Regions from separate parts of the Mus musculus genome. Here all the other regions are linked to region 1. Evidence: chromatin contacts called from public HiChIP or PLAC-seq data. All regions are on one chromosome and are shown on one strand. Each heading gives the region's core, a stretch centred on a gene start, on an enhancer-like site or on the middle of the called end of the contact. The rest is flanking DNA. Distances are from core to core; before and after follow the strand shown.

Evidence for each region. HiChIP or PLAC-seq counts read pairs in DNA pulled down with a chosen protein or histone mark.
Region 2: an HNF4G HiChIP or PLAC-seq map of pancreatic cancer cells shows a contact between it and region 1. The contact joins the enhancer-like site here to the promoter of Szrd1 in region 1. A contact is called at or near these places in 4 of 39 promoter capture datasets (the HPC-7 cell line, cranial neural crest, hippocampal neurons and 1 more), 18 of 484 Hi-C or Micro-C datasets (B cells, the C2C12 cell line, CD4 T cells and 13 more), 11 of 115 datasets of contacts at active chromatin or transcription factors (the 230-238 cell line, astrocytes, bone marrow-derived macrophages and 3 more) and 1 of 9 other capture datasets (pancreatic islet).
Region 3: a contact with region 1 is called in an H3K4me3 HiChIP or PLAC-seq map of bone marrow-derived macrophages, with 10 times the contacts expected there. The contact joins the promoter of Hspb7 here to the promoter of Szrd1 in region 1. A contact is called at or near these places in 4 of 39 promoter capture datasets (hippocampal neurons, liver and stem cell-derived epiblast-like cells), 1 of 484 Hi-C or Micro-C datasets (embryonic stem cells), 5 of 115 datasets of contacts at active chromatin or transcription factors (bone marrow-derived macrophages, embryonic stem cells, microglia and 1 more) and 1 of 9 other capture datasets (pancreatic islet).

What each region holds. Positions count from the first base shown.
Region 1 is chr4:141,137,849-141,142,775 of GRCm38.p6, reverse strand. Szrd1 (SUZ RNA binding domain containing 1) reads left to right here and starts at 2,980. Exons shown (of 4, transcript NM_001025608.2): 1 at 2,980-3,084. The coding sequence starts at 3,034.
Region 2 is chr4:141,562,945-141,567,871 of GRCm38.p6, reverse strand. No RefSeq gene overlaps it. Among named protein-coding and RNA genes, the nearest start is that of B330016D10Rik, 19 kb to the right of the region's middle. Within about 2 kb of position 2,366, at least 66 of the 459 cell types and tissues checked have an H3K27ac peak or open chromatin away from gene starts, as enhancers often do. A contact at or near this core is called in the C2C12 cell line, astrocytes, embryonic stem cells and 1 more, where this site is marked.
Region 3 is chr4:141,418,757-141,423,683 of GRCm38.p6, reverse strand. It overlaps Hspb7 (heat shock protein family, member 7 (cardiovascular)), which reads right to left and starts at 2,905. Exons shown (of 3, transcript NM_013868.4): 1 at 1,704-2,905; 2 at 1,050-1,183. The coding sequence starts at 1,899.

The DNA.
Region 1 (4,927 bases), core at 1,731-4,230:
TTAGGGTCTCTGCCAATATGTGAATCATGCCATGATCTCAGCTCTTGGGGTTTCCCCTTGGAAAACAAAACTGCCCTGCAGTCTTAGCAGTGAAGTTTTTCTGTCCCATGCTCTCCTCTTGTAGAGAAGGAAACCGTCCAAGCGAAGAAAGGACTTGCCCCGGGTCTCAAGGGATTGCTGGCTTCTTGGTTGCCCACTTAAGTGGAACAGAAGTTATTATTTTTGCAGCATCGTCAAATTATCCTCAAGATTTATGTCCTCCTGAATCTCTTGGAAAAAGTCACAGCTAAAAGATCGTCCTGCCTTTAGGGGTGTCTACCACAGAGGAATTATAAGAAACTGTCTCCCTCTGCTGGCCGCACTCTGTAACTACAAGGCTGAAAACATGCCCATTCCTCGGAAATGTTGGCCATTATAGTTGGTGTAAGAGAGTTTCATTGACATCACTGTTTCCAAGACACAAGAGAATTTGCTTCAAAAAATGTATTCATTGGCTACCTGGTAAAGCACTTGCTGTGTAGGCATGAATACTGGGGTTCGGATCACCAGCTCCACATAGATGACAGTTGAGGGCATGTCTGGAACCCTCGAACAGGCCTGAGTGTTAGGAGAGAGGCATCCCCAATTAGCTGAATTGTCTAGGCCAGGGTCCAAGTAAGACACTCTGCCTCAATATATGGAGAGTGATCAAAAAAGACACCTGTCATGCAATCTCTGGCTTACACACACACACACACACACACACACACACACACACACACACACACACACTTAAAAATGAATTCACAGAAGACTCACAAATACAGTAACCAGAGATGGGCAATATGACATCCTTTGTTCTTGAAGATAGGGAAATAGTCCAATTCTTTGAGTTTCAAACAGGCTTTTTACTGCTTGTGAGATATCTGTCAACAAGAAGCCTGATTACATGAACTGGAATCCCAACTGACCACGGCAGCACACACATTCAATCTCAGTGCTCAGCACACAGAGACAGGTGGATCCCTGTCAGCTGGAGTCAGGCTAGCCCAGTCTACAGAGTGAATTATAGCACAGCCTGGGATACATAGTGAAACCCTCCAGGGGCCAGGTGGTGGGGGTGGGGCTGGGGCTGGCATCTTGAAAGGCTTCAGTATGCAGGCAGAGGTGTAGAGCAGGAGGTTCTAGGTAAGAGCCCCGTGACAACGGACCTGGCAATGATCCAGAATGCTGGGAAATCTCGGAGGAGGAGAAAAAAGCTGGTAACATTTTACCAAGATGGTTGCAATTATGATCACTAAGAATACAAACTGCAAAATGTCACAACAGGAAACTCTTACTTTATTAAGATTAATGGGACCCTAAAAATATGAGGGAAAACCACATTCCAAGTCAGTTAACTTGATTATAGCACCCACATTGCTGCCTTACTCAACAGCATGTTTTTGATAGAGCTAACTATAAGGGACATGTCCCAGAAATGTTGTCTGTGTTTGGGGAAAGGATTAGAGGTGAGACAGACAGGCAAGCCACCCCCACCAGCTGCCCCCCACCCTTCAGCAGTCATACCCATTAGACAGGGTTTCTTTGTGTAGCCCTGGCTGCCCTGGAACTCACTCTGTAGACCAGGCGACTCAGAAATCCACCTGCCTCTGCCTCCCAAGTGCTGGGATTAAACGCGTCCCGGCGACCCCCTTAGAATTTTTAAGGGAAGTCAGATACCGGTTGTGACTCTTCAGTATAATAAGGTGTGTGTGGGAGGAGGGTGGTGGTTGTTGTCTTGTTTCCTTTTGGTTTAATTTTTGAGACAGGGGCTGTCCTAGAACTCATTCTGTAAACTCACAGAGATTCCCCTGCCTCTGCCTCCTGAGTGCTGGATTAAAGGCGAGGGCCAGCACTGCTCAGGCAGTGCCTGCTTCCTAATGCCATGCTTCTCACCATCTTCAGCTGTCTGAGTCTTTTCTTCCTGCTGCCTTAATTCTTTTCTTTCTTTTTTTTAAAGATGTTTTAATTTATTTATCTGTAAGTATACTGATACTGTAGCTGTCTTCAGACACTCCAGATCTCATTACAGATGGTTGGGAGCCATGTGGTTGCTGGGATTTGAACTCAGGACCTCTGTAAGAGCAGGCTGTGCGCTTAACTGCTGAGCCATATCTCCAGCCCAGAGATGCTTTTTTCTTTTTTCCTCTCGAGACAGGGTTTCTCTGTGTAGCCCTGGCTGTCCTGGAACTCACTTTGTAGACCGGGCTGGCCTCCAACTCAGAAATCCGCCTGCCTCTGCCTCCTGAGTGCTGGGATTAAAGGCGTGCGCCACCACGTCCGGCCAAAGATGCTTTTTAATCCTTTCTTTAAGTATAGAAATGTCTCAAGAATGTTGTAAAACAGGGCTGGTGAGATGGCTCAGTGGGTAAGAGCACCCGACTGCTCTTCCAGACTGCTCTTCCAAAGGCCTGGAGTTCAAATCCCAGCAACCACATGGTGGCTCACAACCATCCTAACGAGATCTGATTCCCTCTTCTGGAGTGTCTGAAGACAGCTACAGTGTACTTACATATAAATAAATAAATCTTAGAAAAAAAAAAAAGTATGACTGGTTACCGGGTGTGGTGGCGCACACCTTAAAAAAAAAAAAAAATGCTGTAAAACAAACATGTGACCTGTAGCTTAGAAAAACTTAGACTCACTTTTTTTCTTTTGAGATTCAATTTTTGAAAAAAAAATTAATTTTCAATCATTGCCTGCCCTTAAGAAACGATGGTTCCAAAGCACACAGTTCCCGAACTGGAGCAGGTAACGTCACTTGAACTCTCTCATTCAGTAAACCAGCGAGCGTATTGACCTCATGAAAGATGGAGGCCGATCTGACTTCCCTGCCCTCTTCCAAGATGGCAGACCAGGCGAGTGGAGGACCTGGCCGGGCGCCTCTTCCGGGCTGGGGGAGGGGGCGTGGTCCATTGAGGAAAGCCCTGCGTGCCTCCGCCCGCGACTCAGGCGCGCTTCAAGGCGCAGGCGCGGGGAGGGGTTGGGGGAGGAGGGAAAGCGGCGAGTAAGATGGAAGATGAGGAGGTCGCTGAGAGCTGGGAGGAGGCGGCAGACAGCGGGGTAAGGAGGAGCTGCCGCCCCGCGGTAGGGCTGGGCGGACCTGGCGTGAGGGAAGCCTCCGGGGAGTGGGTCTGGGGAGAGTTTTCCCCAAGGAAGGGTCTCCCACGCCGGGCCGGAGGTGGAAGAGAGGCCCCCGGTCCCGGATCGCCGTGAAGGCCTCTTAAAGGGGCCGCGTTCCATTTCTCTCTCCACCTTTGCCGGGTGCCTCTCCGCCCAGCGGTGTGCGCTTCGCTCTGGGCGCCCCACCTTCTACCCCGGGGCAACTCTCTCTGGTCCCCCGCGCCCTAGGGACCATTTTAAAGTTCTTGAGCTCCGTCTGGTGAGGGAGGGGCTCGGGTGGAGTGCCTGGCTCGGAGGAAGAGCGGGAGGAGGCCCCGAGACAGCGGGGAGCAAGCGACCATGTGTCCTCTGGGACCACTGGGCTCTGGGCCGAAATCCCCCGCCGCTGTGCGCCTTCCGCCGCGGTGAGCGAGCCTGGTTTTTTCTCTTCCTTTCCCTTTTCCTCTTTCAGTTTTAGTCCGAGTTTTCCGGGGATCTCAGCAGAGCTCCCCTAAACTCTGCAAAGCATCTGCTCTTCCCCGGGACCCACCCTAAGATCTGCGCAGTGGGAAGGATCTCGGACTACGTTCTTCTGAGTGGAGGGAAGGGAAAGGAAGAAGGGTGTGATTTGTAAGATAGCCTCATGCCTGCGAGAAGGGGAGATTACCGATCGGTATGATGCGAGTGAGAGTTTTTGCTTGCCCCCAAAAGTTACAGGAAAAGGAAAAATTATCCCAAGTAGGAACTCCTCTATTAGATTCGTGATTCTCGTGGTAATTTCAGAGTTTGAGGTTCGAAGCTAACCCTCGTGGAGACGGAAATGTCTCTTTGGTGACCATGTGTCCGCGCCTGGGCTGGGCCGGGCTGGGCCGGGCCGGGCCGGGCCGGGCTGGGCTGGGCTGGGCTGGGCTCCGCTCCGGTGACATTCACCTCAAAAGTTTATGTGTGGGGAGTCACATATACTAGGATAGAGGAGGAGTTGGGTCTGTCTTCCCCTAGCGCTTCTAACCAGCACAGCAGTGGTGTATCTTCACAGGAATGTTGAAACTTGGCCTCGAAGTTTTTTCCGCTAGTTCAGCATTTCTCGAAAGATTGGTGATGCTTTTCGACTTAGCATTAACGAGCCTTGGAAGGCCTGCTTGGTTCAGCGATTATTTAATAGAGGTTTAAGGTACATTCCCCTTGAATCAAGAAAGTGTGTGTTTGTTTGGTTTTGGTGTTTTTGAGACAAGATCTCTATATAGCCCTGGCTTTTCTGGAATTCACCAGGTAGACCAGGCTGGCCTCAAAATCACAGAGGTCTCCCTGCCTCTGCCTTCAGAGTGCTAGGATTAAAGGCGTGCGCCACCACACTCAACAAATAAGATTTTTATAGAGACTAACAGGTGTCGCTTAGGTATTTATTCACTCCACCTATATTTTTTGAGTGTGTGCTGCCTGTTAGGAAGTGTGTGCAGGGGCTGGTGAGATGGCTCAGCGGTTAAGAGCACTGACTGCTCTTCCAAAGGTCCTGAGTTCAAATCCCAGCAACCACATGGTGGCTCACAACCATCCGTAACGAAATCTGATGCCCTCTTCTGGAGTGTCTGAAGACAGCTACAGTGTATTTACATATAATAAATAAATAAATATTAAAAAAAAAAAGGAAGTGTGTGCAATAGTGACTTCTGCCAGAAAATGCACAATTTCCGGTAGAGGCATTTATGGCCTGCCACTAGGAGGAGTGTCTCCCAAATGCCCCTCATGTCACCTGTATTTAAAAAAAAAATAGGAAAGGAAAAAAAAACTGTTTTTTTTTTCTTCT
Region 2 (4,927 bases), core at 1,117-3,616, 430 kb before region 1:
TGAGGTCAAAGCCTGGGCAGTTCTAATCTTCCCCGCAGCTAGCACACATTACCCTCTGGTACTGCTAGCTTAATGGCCTCTAACTCCATATTTTATCTTTGCTGCCCTGGCTCCTTCTGGGCAGCCCTTCCGGGCCCATTCCTTCTCTCCTACACTCCGGATGATTTTCCTTCTGCAGTTCTAAATCTAATCCGTCTCCCTCCTTCCTTTCTCCCAATGCCTAGCCTGTGAAAATCTAAAGGTCTCGCCTCAGTCTACCTGCCTGGACATTGGCAGTTGGCTCTTTATTGATTGATCAGAAACCAATTGGGGACAAGGATCTTCAGCGTTTGGACACACAGATTCACAATTTTGGGGGCCCGGATTACTTCAAAGCATTAGATCCCATCCCCAACACATGTGTTCACCCCCCAGTGTGTGTGGTTTGTCTCTGAAGGCCCAGATTTTTATGGTCACTCATAACAGAGTCAAAGTCTGAGAAAGAGAAGGCTAAGATATGCCCTCTGAGCCTTCAGGGGAAATAAGGGCAAAGTCTCAAGTCCTTTTATTATTTTTTTTTCCGAGACAGGGTTTCTCTGTATAGCCCTGGCTGTCCTGGAACTCACTTTATAAGCCAGGCTGGCCTCGAACTCAGAAATCCGCTTACCTCTGCCTCCCAAGTGCTGGGATTAAAGGCATGCACCACCACCGCCCGGCTCAAGTCCTATTTTTTGTATATTGGTGTTTGGACTGTATGTATGTCAGTATGGGGGTTGTTGGATCCCTTCGCAACCCCATTGGACTACATAGTGTCTTCTGCCAGGTAAGGACATGTGCAGCTACAAGGGAGGGGGGCATGGAGGGCGTCTTGTCTAGAAGGAATTAATAAATACAAGCTCATTGGGAAGTGCCTCTAAATTAGGGTTAGTAAGCCCTAGAGTGCTTCCATTCTAGGAGGTACTGTGTGTGTGTGTGTGTGTGTGTGTGTGTGTAAAGAATAGTGGACTAGAGACATGGCTCAGCAGGCTGCTCTTCCAGAGGACCCCAGTTCAATTCCCAGCACCCACATGGCAGCTTACATCCTGTTTCCAAGGGACCTGACACCCTCATACTGAAATATACACAGTCAAAACACCAATATACATAAAATACAAATAAATTAATATTTAAAAATGAACCAAGGAAGGCCGGCTGCGATGACAGCTCTTAGGAGGCAGAGGCAGGTAGATTTCTGTGAGCTCCAGGCCAGCCAACTTGAGCTGCATAGTGAGACCATGTCTCAAAAACAAATCAACATCAAAAAACCAGTGCATGCTCTCTGTCCAGAGCCATCTCTTCAGTCCCAACTAGGGTAGACTTTAAAAACTATTCCTGAGCCATAGGCTACGCTTGGGGAATGCCTACAGCTAAGTCTCAGCCCCTTGTATTTCCTTAATGGTTGGGGGGGGGGGCTGAGGCTAGGGGAGTGACCCTAGATAAGCCACTCCCATCCCTGCCTTCCATCCTGGGGCTCCTGGCAGTCTGAGGACTCATCACCAAACCTACTTGTTCAGATTGATACTTCCCCCAGAGCCAAATTCGGCCTTTTCCCAAAAGTGTGAACTGCATTGGATCAACCGGTTCTAAAAGTGGATGGCTTATCACCTTAGGCCAGTGGTTCCCAACGTTCCTAACACTTCGTGCAACTCTTTAAGACAGCTCCTCCGTTGTGGTGACCCCCAACTAGAAAATTATTTTCGCTGTTACTTCATAACTGTTATTTTTCTACCGCTTTCAATTGTACTGTTTCTGTGTTTTGCGACGGTATTGTCTTAGGCAAAAGGGTCTTTCAGCACTCCCTTACCTTATGAAAGGGGTCACAACCCACAGGTTGGTAGCCGCTGCTTAGGACCATAAGTACTGCTGGACTTGTTTTGTTTTACTTTGTTTTGTTTCGAGACAGGGTTTCTCTGTGTAGCCCTGGCTATCCTGGAACTCACTGTAGACCAGGCTGGCTTCAAACTCAGAAATCTGCCTGCCTCTGCTTCCCGAGTGCTGGGATTAAAGGCATGTGTCACCTCTGCCCAACTGCTAGACTTTGTTTTCACTTTGCTTTCCTCCTTTTTTTTTTTTCCTTTCCTTTTCTTTTTTAAATATTAGACAGGGTCTCCTGTGGCCCAGGTGGGCCTCAGACTCACTAGGAGGCCGGGAGATGAGATAACTTCCAACCTCTGATCAACCCACAAATGCTTAGCCACCCACAGAGCTCCCAAATCTGTCTTTTGTGGCCTTTTCTAAGAGAGGTGAGGAAAGCTGTGGCTTTGTCCTTCACTAGTTCCAAGGAACAGCGGGGAGAGCTGAATCACAATGGGTGGATTCCAGCCCCAGCCGGAGCGGGAAACAACGCCCCACCCGGCATTTTAAACCAAAAAGCTTTCTGTTCTCTCAAGTCGGAGCTCATTCTTGGGCTCTGAGGACTGGGGAAGTATGGAGGGGAAATAGCTTACATTCCATAGTTCTGTATTTAGCATCTTCTTAGAAACCCACATTGAAAACTAGGTTTCTTTTTTTAAAGTCTTTCTTTCTTTCTTTTTTAATTATGTACTTGAAGTGTATGCACCAGAGCACAGGGGGCCTCAGAGGCCGGAAAGGGTGTTGAATCCCCAGGAGCTCGAATAACCAAAGTCCTGTCCCGTGTCCGTCCCCCACCCCCGACCCCCCCACCCCGAGTGGGTGCTGGGAGCCAATTCAAGTTCTCAGCAAGAGTGGTACAGGATCTTTTTTCTTTTAAAAATTTATTTATTTATATGTAAGTACACTGTAGCTGTCTTCAGACACACCAGAAGAGGGCGTCAGATCTTGTTAGGGATGGTTGTGAGCCACCATGTGGTTGCTGGGATTTGAACTCTGGACCTTCAGAAGAGCAGTCGGGTGCTCTTACCCACTGAGCCATCTCACCAGCCCCCGTGGTACAGGATCTTAACTGCTGTAAGTTCAAGGTCAGCATGGTCTACATAGTGGGAGCCTACCAGGAGCTCCACAGAGTCTTCTCTTGCTGTGTTGATTAGCAGCCTCAGGGTTCAGATTGGCTGGGCAAGCTCTCTTTCCCGGCCCTTCAGCTGCAAGGTAGCAGTTGCTACTACCCCAAAATCTCTCTGGCTGTCACTTGCTGATCAAGGGATCCACCCTCTTCTTAGTAACAGCTGGCTCAAACCTTCCACCTTTCCAGATGACACAGTAGCCTGATTTAGTAAGTCTTACTCAAGGAAGTGTGTATATGGGTTAAACCTCATTTAAAAATACCCTTTTCTTGCCAGGTGTCCTGGCACACACCTTGAATCCCAGCACTTGGGAGGCTGATTGGAGGATGAACTCTCCTGAGTTTGAGGCCAACCTGGTCTATCTAGTAAGTTCTGGGACAGCCAGGGCTACACAGAGAAAACCCTGTCTCAAAAAACAAAACAAAACAAAACAAAAGGAAACAGACAATGAAAAGACAGAAAGAAAGCCTTTATTCAGGCTGGCTGGGAGTACAGTCTGGAGTTCCAGACAAAGCGAAGCACCGCTAGGCATTGTGGGAAAGGACTTTTTTTTTTTTTTTTTTTTTTTTTTTTTGGAGACAGGGTTTCTCTGTATAGCCCTGGCTGTCCTGGAACTCACTTACTTTGTAGACCAGGCTGGCCTCGAACTCAGAAATCCGCCTGCCTCTGCCTCCTGAGTGCTGGGATTAAAGGCGTGCACCACCACGCCCGGCTGGGGTATCTTTTTAGAAAGATTTATTTATTTGTATATGCACTGGTGTTCGGCCGGCATGCCTGTGCCAAGGCGCCAGATCCTTTGGAACTGGAATCACAGGCAGCTGTGAGCCGCCATGTGGGTGCTTGGTACTGAACTCAGGTCCCCTGGAAGAACAGTCAGCGCTCATAACCACTGAACCATCTCTCCAGCCCTAGCTGGGACATCTTGACCTCCGTTCCTAGAACAGAGTCGTGTCATTTTCCATGGGATTCTCCATGAAGGAGATCAAATTCTAGTTAAGCATGAACTGGCCTCAGCAAGAATACAAGATGGAGGAACCTCTGTTCTCTCTTGCCCTGTCACATGGGGATGAAAACTCTGGCCCCAAACTCAGAGTTCCCCCTGCTGAAGCATCTTTCCAGAGTCCTAGCTCTCCCCTATACATGTGCAGGTTTGGGGTGTCTCTCCCTAGCTACACAGCGCCTATCTAGAACATGCCCTCTCTTGCCACTTTGGACATGGAGGGGTCCCTCACGAGCATCTAGCCTAACTTCTCCACTAGTGACTGAGACCCTGTCTCTGACAACTTTTGTTTTCATCAGTTGGAGACATTCAGTTTGGGGTTTTCGACCCAAATTAATCTGATTCAGGGGCTTGAACTTACAGATATCTGCCGCCTCTGCCTCCCAAGTGCAAGGAGTTAAAGGCATTGTCCCACCATGCCTGGCTATTTGGTTTTTGAACCAGAGTCTCACACTGCAGCCCAGGCTTTCCCAGAAGCAATCTGGCCTCGGCTCTCCCAGAAGTGGTTTGCAGGAGTGAGCCGCTGCCACATGGCTGTGCAGGAGAGTTTTAGCCTTACGCTTAGCAACTTTATAGCATGAGCTACTGGCTGGTCTTGAACCCTTGACCTTCCTGCCTCAGCTTTCTGAGTGCTGTGGTTACAGTTTGTGTGTGTGTGTGTGTGTGTGTGTGTGTGTGTGTGTGTGTGTGTGACTATGCCTGGTTTAGAGGACAGATTAAGCAATTAATTTGAAATCTTTAAAACTTTAGGGGCTGGAGAGATGGCTCAGTGGTTAAGAGCACTGACTGCTCTTCCAGAGGTCCTGAGTTCAATTCCCAGAAACCACATGGTGGCTCACAACCATCTGTAATGGGATCCCATGCCCTCTTCTGGTGTGTCTGAGGACAGTGTCAGTGCACTCACATACATTAAATAAATAAATATTAA
Region 3 (4,927 bases), core at 1,656-4,155, 280 kb before region 1:
GGCCTTCTAGGGGTCCCCAGGGAAGCTGGGTATAGGATGGGGCTGGGTGGGGCTCAATAAGGGTTGAGCTTCCACAGCAGTGACTGGAAGTCTGAGATTCTTGAGCCATAGTGGGGAGATGACACAGCTGTGCCCTCTGGCTCCCCAGGCACCCTGAGTGTCCACATCAGGGCCCCTGCCCTCCCCCACGAGCAGCCCAGCACATAGTGTTCAGTGGAGCTGGCTGGCTGAGTCACTCTTGGGATGTGGGGCTGGCACGTGCGGCCAGTGGCGCAGTCCTCGAACCCCTGGCAGGGTTTCCCAGTGTCCAGCCTGAGTTAGGAGAGCTAGCCAGGCTTGGGGGTGGCAGGAAGGTGTTGATAAATATCCTCTAAGAATATTTAAGAATATCCTTAAGCACAGGCTTAAGAGCTGGGATAGCTGCTGGCCGTGCTCCTCTGATGATCTAGGTACCCTGAGACTCCGGGTAAGGTACATGAGGTGGAGGGTGGTTGTGACTCAGCTTCAGGGCTTTCTGCTCAGCCTCAGTCCCAGTATGGAGGTGCCACGACAGGACCCAGACTTTTGGCTCTGGGATGAAGGCGAGGTAGAGATGTGGTAGGAATGGACCGTGTTGCCCAGGTTGGGTGTGTCATTGCCACCTCCTCTACCCTGTGCCAGGGAGCTGTCCCTCCTGCACCGTGGTCACTTTCCACCATGGTGACTGTCCTCATCTCCTCACCCCCCTTACATCTCCATCACTCAGGTTCCTCTCTGACCTCATCCCAGGATCCCTTGCCCATCCCTAGAGGGTCCTCAGGTGCCATGGCATGGTCCCCAAAGACAGGTTCTGTGACCCTTAGGTTGGAGAGGGACTGTAAAGGTCCCTGGCCCGTGAGCCCACTGGGAAAGGGCTGTAGTTTACCCTGGGTACAGACAGGGAAGGAACATAAATCAGGGTACGAAGCCTACAAAGATAGGGGGAAAGTAGGGCCCAGAGACCAGGCTAGACCAGGCAGAGTGCAGGAGCAAAGGTGGGGACCCTGGGGCGGGCCAGGGGCCAGACTCACCTTCTCAGCCCGCACCTCGATGTGGTTGTTGAAGGTGGTGACAATGATGTCTTCAGGGGAGAAGTCTCTCATGTCCACTGTAAACTCGTAGGCATCCCCGAGGGTCTTGATGTTTCCTTGGCCCCCGGGACGGGCTGTGGGCAAGGCTGCTATATAAGCTGGGCACCAGGCAAGCCGGAGCCTCAGACCCTCAGGGTCTCTGCTCTTCTCTTGGGGAAATGAGTGACTCTCCCAGACAACAGCCCCTCGCCTCACTTTTGCAGCCTACCTTGTCCCCGAGGGATGGAGTGAGGTGAGCCTCACGCACCTCAATCTGTGTCTACGCAGACAAGTTCCCCCTTTAGCAATTTGACCTGGAAGCTCTGAAGGGCCAGCCGCCCCTCAGTCCCAGCGCCAGCCCTCCAGGGCTCCCGCTATGACACTGGCCATATGAGACTATTTGATTCACATCTCACCCCTAGGGTCCCAGGTAGCCCACCTATATCGTAGCCACATCTGTCTTGGTGGCCAGGTCTACCTTGACAGCCACATATGGCTGTGACCCATGCGGCACCTATGTCTGGCAGGTGGGTGGCCACAGCATGCTCGGCGATGGCCTGGAGCAGATGTCCCCCACCTGTGGCCCTCCCCTCCCCTCAGAGCCCCAGCACTTGCCTGGGAAGGCCAGGGGCTCCGAGTGGGGCAGCATAAAACTGCCAAAGTCGTCTGAAAACATGCTCAAAGCCTTCTCCATGGGTGGGTCCTGGGCTGGAAGGGCACGGGAGGCCGAAGAAGAAGAGGAGGAGGAGGAGGAGGAAGAGGAACGGAAGCTTCTCTCCGCTCTGAAGGCGGAGGAGGTCCGATGGCTCATCCACAGGCAGCGGGGGTCCCTGTCCAGACGGGCAGGGGCTGGGCTGGAGAAACGAGTGGGTCCAGGCCTCCACGGAAGCGTGCCGGGGCCCCTGACTGCCAGCGCTTTATAAGGCCCAACTGTCCCTGGGCTCGAGGCCAGCCCCTTGTCTGCTGGCTAAATTTAGGCCTCTTCATTGCCCAGAGGGGCCTGGAAATCTTCTTGGGAGAAACGGCTCTGCTGACAGCCCGACACAGGAGGGCAGGGTTGCAAGGCTGAGCTCACCACCTGGCACTGTTAGTCCAGAGCTCCAGCCCCAAGGACCTCTGTACCTGCCAGGGCAGGGGGTGGGTCCTGCCCTGTGCCTGTCCCCAGGACTTCGTGGTTTGTTGGTCCCCTCGATAGCCTGGGACCCTCCTCTCCTCTTGTACTGTGCCCCCCAGGGCCTGTGCCTCCCTTATTAGACTCCTGAGGAGAGAGTATATACATGCAGGTACCCCGAGGGATTCCGAGGCGCTCCAGGTCCAGCTATCTCTTAGGGAAGGCTGAGAAAGCCCAGGGAGGGGAGATAGAACGTGTGGGTGACCCCTGTCATCTGCCACAGGGACTGGTGATTCTTCACCTTATCCCCACTCCCAGGACCATAAGAGGCAGAGGAAAAGAGAGCTGGCGGCTGGAGTTGAGGCTGTGGGGGTGGGGTTGGGCCCAGCTTCAGGGAAAGAGCAGATAACACGAAAGGTCTAAGGGGCAAAGTTGCTGGGAACAGTCTGCTCGCTCTACCTCAGGCTCAGAGTTGGTGTCTGCCCAAGCGTCCTAGTCACATGATTTCACATCCAGGTAAGGTCGACCGCTGACAGGTGCCTTAGCTCCGGCTTCCACGATGTCTCTGGCCACTGCTGTCTCTTCCCAGCAGAGCCCTCTTTGATCTTAACACAACTCAAAAAGAGGAGCTTTGAGGCCAGTTTCCAGACCAGGAAATACAGCCTCCTAGGAGGGGTGGGCTGAACCTAAGTACGTTGGAATGGCTGGGATTCCATCCAGATGTGCTAGACCCCTGTGTCCGAGAATCTCCTCTTTTTCCGTTGACTTTTGAGTAGAATCCCGGATTCTGATGCTGGGCAGGAGGCAGAAGCCTAGGGAAGCGCTCAGCCCATGCCTTAATTTTGGAGTACACTTCTCCAGATCTTCACCTCCCCATATAACCACCTCCTCTCGCTCTCCCATGGAAGCCTCTGCTTTCTCCAGCCCACACAGGGCTCCTTCTGTTCAGAGTCCCCCAACACCTGGCAGAGTGACAGTTTTTGTGAGTTCTGAGACCTCTCTGTGGTTTCCCCTAGTCCCTAATCCTGAGGAGGTTCACCTGTCTTTCCCCATCAACCTGCGAGTTCCTGAAGGTGTGGGGACCGCCCTTCTTGTCTTTGGCTCCAGCTGCATCCCCAGTGATTTGTGAAGTGAGAACAGGACTGGACACAGCTGGGGGCCAGAATAATGGCTGGAGATAGAGGGCTCTGTCAACCCCCAGATTCCTACTGCAACTTTAGTTTGTGTTGCCAGTCCCAGCTGAAGTGTGTCTGGCAAGGCTTCAGAGGCTCACCGGTACTGAGGTGAGACAGACAGAGGTGGGGGGCCCCCTGGAGAAGCCCGCCAGGGACACAAGAGCCACCAGCTAAAAGCAGACACGCTGTCACTGTCACGGTGCTGAGGGCCTGAGTCACTGCCGCTGGGTGTCAGCTCGCTTTACTCCCCCACGCCCGCCCACCATCCCCCCTCCTTTCCCCACACTCCTGAGCAGTCATCCACATAAATATTGAGTGCTGGCTTCAGTGGCCAGGCAGGACCTCGAAAGGTCACCAAGGTCATTCTCCTGACACCAGACATGCTTCTCTGCCAGATCCCAGAGACGAGAGGAGTTTCAGAGCCGATCTGGTCCATAGTTGGGTGTGGTGGGACATGCCTGTTGCCCCTGGAGGATCGGGAGTTCAAGGTCAGCCTCGGCTTCATAGGAAGCTGGAGGTCATTATTCCTGAAACCCTGTTTGAAAAACACCCAAAACAATAGCCTCTCCAAAGTCCAAGGAGCACCACAGAGAGGGGATGGGAGGATGGAGGGAGGTGTGTGGTGGGGTGCTGTCACCTGCGGATGACATGACCTTGCAAGCATGACTACACAGAAGCCGTGGCTGTCTGCATGGGGCCTGGGGAAAAGAGGAACCTTTGCATAAAAGCGGGGGTGTTAGCAGGAAGGAGCATAGGGGCGGGGCGACAGAGAATCTGGGAGTGCGGTGAAGGCGATCTCAGTGGATCGTACACAAGTATGAGACTGTCAAAAACAAGAACCTCGAGCGGGGCGTGGTGGCGCACGCCTTTAATCCCAGCACTCGGGAGGCAGAGGCAGGCGTATTTCTGAGTTCGAGGCCAGCCTGGTCTACAAGAGTGAGTTCCAGGAGAGCCAGAGCTATACAGAGAAACCCTGTCTCGAAAAACCAAAAACCAAAAACAAAAAACCAAGAACCTCAGGGGCTGAGAGGTAGCTCAGTAGGTAAGAGCACTGGCTGCTCTTCCAGAGGACCAGGGTGTGATTCCCAGCTACGTGGTGGCTCAGGACACTCTGTAACTCCAGATCCAGGCGCTCCAATGCCCTCTTCTGGTTCCACAACGAGCACCAGGCACACATGTGGTGCACAGACATATAGGCAGGCAAGCATTTTTACACACAAATTAGTATACATACATACATACATACTACATACATACATAATACATACTACATACATACATACATACACAATACATACATACATACATACATACATACTCCAAATCAAAATTCCCAAAAAGATGACGGTTCAGTCCCTTACATTTGGGGCATCTTCCTTTCTGGGAGCATTTTCACAAACACAGGTGCTCCCCCCATTCTTTCTGGTGGCTGCAGAGATACCTCAGCATACTTTCTGGTGGCTGCAGAGATACCTCAGCATACTTTCTGGTGGCTGCAGAGATACCTCAGCATACTTTCTGGTGGCTGCAGAGATACCTCAGCATACTGCTTT